Linked DNA regions of Mus musculus: region 2 is linked to region 1. The links are chromatin contacts, called in public ChIA-PET maps. All regions are on one chromosome and are shown on one strand. Each heading gives the region's core, a stretch centred on a gene start, on an enhancer-like site or on the middle of the called end of the contact. The rest is flanking DNA. Distances are from core to core; before and after follow the strand shown.

Region 1 (3,277 bases), core at 206-2,705:
TTCTGAGGATAATACTTGAGATACATGGGCTATCGAGAAAGGGAAATGAGAAGAGCTTGGGGCTTGTGCAGACAACGGTCGGTGAGGACAGTGAGAGAGGGTGATGTTTGCTTGAGGCAATTAGGAAACAGGTGATACACAGAGCTAAACGAGAAGGGTGTTCCAGAATCCATTGCTGCCTTTAGCTTATTATTATAGCATATCCCTGAGCTGGGAGCACCTCACTAGCCAAATGCCAGGGCCAGAGGTGGCAGTCAGGGGGGACAGTTCAAAGAACCAAAGTCCAGGGCAGACCTTGATGTCAGTATCAGGTAGCAGACGACGCATATCGCAGGGAGGCAGTATAGCTCAGAATTTAGGCAGAGTTCTCGCTACTTCCTTCCTGTGTAGCATCAGGTATACAGAGTGAAGTTTGCCTCTGAGATTGTGGCCTTTCAGGAACATGGGGCACAGACTCAAGCACCTTAAATGATTCAATGAAAACTAAACATAGAACAATCTGTGTGGATTGCCTTCAACATAATGCAGTAAGTGGATGCTAGGGTCCTCAAGATCCCAGGTTACAGGTCTCTCCTGGTGTGCTTTCCAAGTGTATGCCACAAATCCCTAGGGTTCCACACATCCTCAGAAAGTCTTTTCTGGAGATTCCAGAGTGATGAGGCTACTACAGAGACGTAGCGCACTGTTAGCAACACATCTTTCATTTAGCCAGTTAGTCACATGGATAAGGCCTAAGTTTATGTCAGAGGGTTGAGGGCTTTATGAAAGCATGAAATGGGTATCCTCCACTTTACTAATGACTCAAGAAAACCAGGATGTCGCCAACACTCAACAGGAAAAAGGGGAGCAAGCTGGAGCCACAGGTCAACCTACATAGAGCAAGACCTAAGCCCCAGAAAAAGACTCACGCTCCAGGCAATCGGGATTTCGAAAGCCAAAAGAAGTCCTTAACTCTTCCTTAAGCCAGCTGAACAGAGCAAAGAGGATGTCAAGTGGGAGGTCTAATCCATAGCAGAGAGAGAGGGAATACCGCGTAATACTTCCTTAAGAACAGAATCTCCTAAACTCCCATACCAGGACTGTGCTGTGCTGAAGGAGGAATCCAGCCCAGAGTTCCTGTGAGGTTAACAAGTCCTGAGGTGGAGAAGGAGGCATTGAGCAACACAGACAAGAACTTACTGGCAGGGTTTGTTTCGTTTTATTTTGCTTTCCAACGATCCTTGTGAGTTTTCGCTTATGCCCCACAGAGAACCTCCTCTAAGTAGTTTCATGACACCCCAGTACACATATCCACACACAGGGGTGAGGAGGGAAATACTGACAAAGGAAAAAAAGAAACAAACATACAAATGAGTTCTTAAATATGAAAATGATCTCAAGTGACCCCGGGTCAACTATCAACCTATGAGTCAGCCCAGGACAGGACAGAAGCCAACCATGAATCTCATCAAAGAAGATATCAATCCCAAAGAAGTCACTCGCTGGAGTCACCCAGCCTCCAGTTTGGGGTTTACCATGTGATCACTGTTTTGGGGGTTTTTAATTTATTTTTTTAAATAAAAGCTATTTTATTGCCAATGGCAGAGTAAAATGAGGTTGAAGATGTTTGTGTAAGACAGGTCTGAGTGTGCAACAACAGATGTGGTCATGCGTTTACAGGCAGACATATCTATACAGCAATCCCTCAGTCCCTCTTGATTTTCATACATCTTTTCCATCATAATTAGAAGAAAAAAAAAAAAAGCAGCATTTCACACACGGGCTCAATGTTCAAGTTTCTTCACTTATACTACACTGCCATTGGCTCATCTTGAAGGAATCCACATGGAATATAATATATATCTCACATGGGAAGTATACACAGTGGTAGAGAGGTAGGGGCAGAAGGATCGGAAGCCTTGAGTACAGCTAATGCCAACTTGGTCAACATGAAACCCTGCATCAAACAATGCGAAACGAATGCATCGCTCTGAAGCCCAGGAGGAATCGAAGCAGGAGCACTATAAGGAAGTCAGAGAGAGGACTCAGGGACCAAAGGGCTGGGAGCAATAGCCCCAGAGAGAAACTGCAAATCTCAGCTGAAGTTCCGGTTCCGCTCACGTACACCCAGGTGACTGTGGGCACGGCTACGCATCCAGGCAAACTCCTCTCTTCCTTTGGGACAGCAAAGGTCTAGAAATTCTCTGCTGGGCTCTTCCAGCTACTGTAGGCCTTCCTTGTGCAAAAGGGGCTCCAGCTAGAGAGTTGAAGGAGCTCCAGCATGCTTTGGGGCAGAGAGCAGAGACAAGGTGCTGAAGAAGCCTCAAGGCCACAGGATGCTGTGGGTTAGGCAGGGAGAAGAAAATCAAAGAAAGCTGTCTAGAAAGGTAAACAACTGCTCATACTTAAAACAAACCTTAACAGGAACACATGACTCTCTGACTCTCTCTCACTCTCTCTCTCTCTCTCTCTCTCTCTCCCTCCCACAAAGTAAGAAACCCAAAAATAGTTGAGGGGGTGTATCTCAAAGATTTTTCTTCAGAAAAATCCTGTTTTGCTCATCAAGCAAAGCTGGGGCAGGAGAGAGGAAGAGAAACAAGTGTTAAGTTCAAAGTCACAAAGCCCAGGGGCCAGGGGCCAATTTGGTGGCTTCATAGGTTAAGAATAAGTTGTTTCGGTCCTGGCCTTCAAGCTCTGAAGCAAGTCAAAAAAAAAAAAAAAAAACAAAAAAACAAAAAACAAAAACAAAAAAAACAAACAAACAAACAAACAAAAAACAAACAAACAAAAAAACATCATTTTCACACAAAGGCTCAATGTTGAAGTTCACACACTTGAAGTTAGGCCAACACTACCCCTGGGTCATCTTGAAGGGATTCACATGGAAAAGAATAAAGTAGCTTCTAGAAGCAGCAGGTGTTGGTGTAGGTGAAGGTCAGCATTCTCAAAGAGAGTTGGTAAACAAACAGATGGGGGTGGGGGGATAGATCCTCCCTAGAATAAATATATGTGAATTAAAAAGAGATTATTTTGTACCTATTAAATAACATGTTTTTTTAAAATACTAATCGACATTGGTGGGTGGTAAAGCTGGCATGTCCTCCTGTTAACTGAGGCAGTGTAAACAACCCTATTTAAAGTAATTTGGCAATATGGGTCAAGAGTTATTAAACTGTGGCCTTTGACTCAATAAACCTTCTGCTGAGAATGTGTCCAAATGATTTCCAAGAAAACTTACATGCAGAGAGGTGCACAGCCGCACCCCCCCCCCCCCACACACACACACACACAAAAAAAA
Region 2 (3,308 bases), core at 154-2,653, 530 kb before region 1:
AAAACTGCTTCTTCCCAAACACTCTCCCTGAGGCATGGGGAATTTAACCTCATATACTCATCATTTCAGATGCGACCAGGCATCTTCAGACCATTATGTTTCTATTGGAATTTGGAACAACTAGAAAACCAGTGATGCTGAATTATCTCAACCCTACCACCAAAGAAACATCGCAGGAAACGTGCACAAAACAAAACAGCTTCCTTTTAGGCTCACATCTCCTCCTGGCAGTGGGTACATCAAACGCTAGCGAGCCCTTTGTCCTGGTGCCCCCACTAGATTTTTCTCTTCAATCGATTTGACTTTGGGAGAAACAAAGGTCTTTAAGTATAAAAGTGAGTGACAGAGAATAGGACACATCACTATCCCTCTTGTTACAGCATGGAGGTTTAGTATTATAAGCTCATAAGGATTTTAGAAGTACTCTTTACACACCTTTTGCTTGATAGCTCTGGAAACTGAAACCAGATCAAACAGAAATTTAATTTCTTATTTTTTTCTGCCCATTTCTCTACACATTGACACAAACATACACATTACACATGCACATAAACACCCAGTGTCCCCCTAGCCCCCCCTCTCTCCCTCCCTCCCTCCCTCCTTCTCTGTTTCTTTCTTTCTCCCACTGAATCTTTAAATTCAACCAAGTAAGTAAACCACAAGTATCAAGAATGCAAACATCTTATGAGAGATGCAATGATCTTCATGTTAAAATCTGATGGGCTGTCACATTAAAATATAGCAAAGTGAATAGAAAAGAGGACCAGGAGTCCACCTGATGTAGCTCTAAGGATGTTTTCATGCCCATCCACTGAGTGAACCTATATAACTTAGTTAATGCCTTTGGGTCCCATTTTCATCTCCTAAAGGAAGAGTTTTAATTGTGCCTCACAGTATTGCTGATGGGTTCACACCAGATTCTAGGTGTGAAAGTGCTTGCGCTCCATCTACATGTAAGAAAACACACAACAGAAGTGTCTTTGGGCACACAAGGTGAGGCTCAGAAACCCCCAAAAGATGAAGTGTTGCTAAGTGCTCCAGTGAACTAAAGCTAAGTAAACAGTCAGAAACCATCAAACCTTCAACAACAAACCGATATTTGGGCTAACCACACCCAACTCCTACAGCAGCTTGCAAGGTACATACAAGGAAAAATACCATAACTTTGTGGATTTCTGGGTGGGAGAAACATATCTAGGAACACAAAATGACAAGCTACTAGGCTTCAGGAAGTAGCAGGTGTCCCCAGGGAACATCAAATATGAGTCAACACACCTCTTCTGGTTCCTAAGTTTAACTGCAGGCCTTTGGAAATAGAGAGGCCATTCCTAAGGCTTATGAGGAACCACAAGACCTGCTTTCTCGTGTGTGCAGCCTGAGACTCTGAGCCATTGTCCCATGGGAGGCCACTGGCAGCCTCAGACAGAGCAAGCTGAGTTGGGATGAGCCATGATACTGAGTTCCAGTAAAACCCACAGAATGTTCTGAACTTATGACTAAGTCTGAGCAACATAAACAAGCTCCAAAAACCACCTCAAGAAGGGTGGCTTTGGTGGTGTGGCCTGGTAATCTCTTTTCTCAAAGGAAGGAAGGAAGGAAAGAAGAAGAAAAGGAGAGAGAGACAAGAGTCAGAGAGACCTAGAGAGATAGAGATAGGGGCACAGAGAGGCACACAGAGACAGAGAAGAAAAGGTCTTGTTTAAAAGAACCAAGATATTCTACTTTACAGTTTTCATTTTTTGATAGTGACGTATCTAGCCCCCCCACTTTTTTGATGCTAATCTCTCTGTTTTGAGCTCTCACAGGAAAGTAGTTAGCTGTGAGTGCTGGAGCCCAGGGCATCCTCAGGACCACCATGGGGCCTGGGTGGGGTTGAACAGATGGTGTGCTTGCCTGCTACTCCCTTGAGTCAGCCAGAACAGCTTCCTCTTTTATTGATTTTATTTTATTGGCCTTCCTCACACTTTATTGGAGAAATACGTGTATAACAAGCTCCTGCTGTTTTTCAAAGGAAGAAAGTATAAAAGCAGAATAAATAATGATATTAGCTCTGAAGTAGCAAGAACTAGTGGGTACTTGTTGAATGTGTGCCAGGTACTGCTTTCAATTTAAAATCCTCACATGACCCCAGAAGTGAATGCTCTCATCAGTACCCTCCTAGAGAAGGGCAGAATAAGATACAGAGAATTTGAATGACTCTACTTATGTGAGTAAGCCAATCATTAGCTCAGAATATAGTTCCTACCAGCAGGATTGATGTCTGCCCATGTGTTCTTATCTGATACAGTTTATTGACTCCTTCACCAAGGCTTGACTTGTGTTTCTATTCTCAAAGTAGACCCAAGGCTGTTGCCTGACTTCCCCTTTCTATCCATGGTCTGCACAATGTTCGGCCTACATTCAGATACTGTTCCTTCAGTAGAGTTTCCCCTGGATACTTCATTGAGAAGGAGGCTTCTTCTGGTCAGTCTGCCTCTCCTTTACTTTGCTCCATTTTTATTCTTAGCATTAAAAAAAAAAACTGATCTGCAAAATCTATGGGCTCTGTGTGGTCTTTGGTCTATGGACCTTCTTAGCTCCTGAGATCAGTGACTTTCTCAGTTCCCCAGATCACTGTCCATCCCTAACAACTGAATTACAACAAAGGCTTGAGGAAATAAACATGTAAGAGAGTATAACAGTTGTCAAGGAAAGAATAAAGAAAGATATGTGGCAAGGAAGATCACTTGGTACTGACTGGAAAACCCAGAATGAGAGGTCTAATAACTTAAGACTAGAATCATGTGATGTGGAATGAGACGACAGATGATGCTTCATTTATTCTTTTGTTTTTGAGATAAGGGTCTCAGATTCACAATGTTTTTGTAAGGATTAGGTGAAGCAGGATGCACCTGTAAATAGATCTTTGTTGATGGCTTCCTACATTTTCTACTCTAGACCTGGTTCTGGAGATATAGCAAGCGTATAAGAGGAATGTGTGCTGAGTTAAACCAAGTCGAGAGTGGCTAAACTGCTATGGGGAAAGCACAGAAACAGGTGCAAAGAAATGAGCATCCATTTGGTCATGTGACTATGGCTCTGGCCATAACGTCTCACCTTGTGTACCTTTTCAGTCTTTATTTCTGTCTGGATAAAATAAGGTAGGGCAATATTTGGTAGGCATTATTTTTTATCTCTGAGATCTTTTAAGACCAAACCTAGCATTACACAGTTGATCTGCTTTCTCTCACATTTCTGAAAGCAAACTACCCAACCCTCCTTATTGCCAGGGACTAACTATTCTGTTTACTATTTGGTTCCTAGGGTCC

What was found. ChIA-PET counts read pairs in DNA pulled down with a chosen protein or histone mark.
Region 2: a contact with region 1 is called in an RNA polymerase II ChIA-PET map of memory CD8 T cells, with 55 read pairs. The contact joins two enhancer-like sites. A contact is called at or near these places in 4 of 115 datasets of contacts at active chromatin or transcription factors (CD8 T cells, fibro-adipogenic progenitors, memory CD8 T cells and 1 more).

The regions. Positions count from the first base shown.
Region 1 is chr15:62,164,044-62,167,320 of GRCm38.p6, reverse strand. The region is part of intron 1 of Pvt1 (Pvt1 oncogene); the gene reads right to left. Among named protein-coding and RNA genes, the nearest start is that of Pvt1, 130 kb to the right of the region's middle. Within about 2 kb of position 1,455, at least 63 of the 459 cell types and tissues checked have an H3K27ac peak or open chromatin away from gene starts, as enhancers often do. A contact at or near this core is called in CD8 T cells, fibro-adipogenic progenitors and memory CD8 T cells, where this site is marked.
Region 2 is chr15:62,696,891-62,700,198 of GRCm38.p6, reverse strand. No RefSeq gene overlaps it. Among named protein-coding and RNA genes, the nearest start is that of Gm41333, 29 kb to the right of the region's middle. Within about 2 kb of position 1,403, at least 72 of the 459 cell types and tissues checked have an H3K27ac peak or open chromatin away from gene starts, as enhancers often do. A contact at or near this core is called in CD8 T cells, fibro-adipogenic progenitors and memory CD8 T cells, where this site is marked.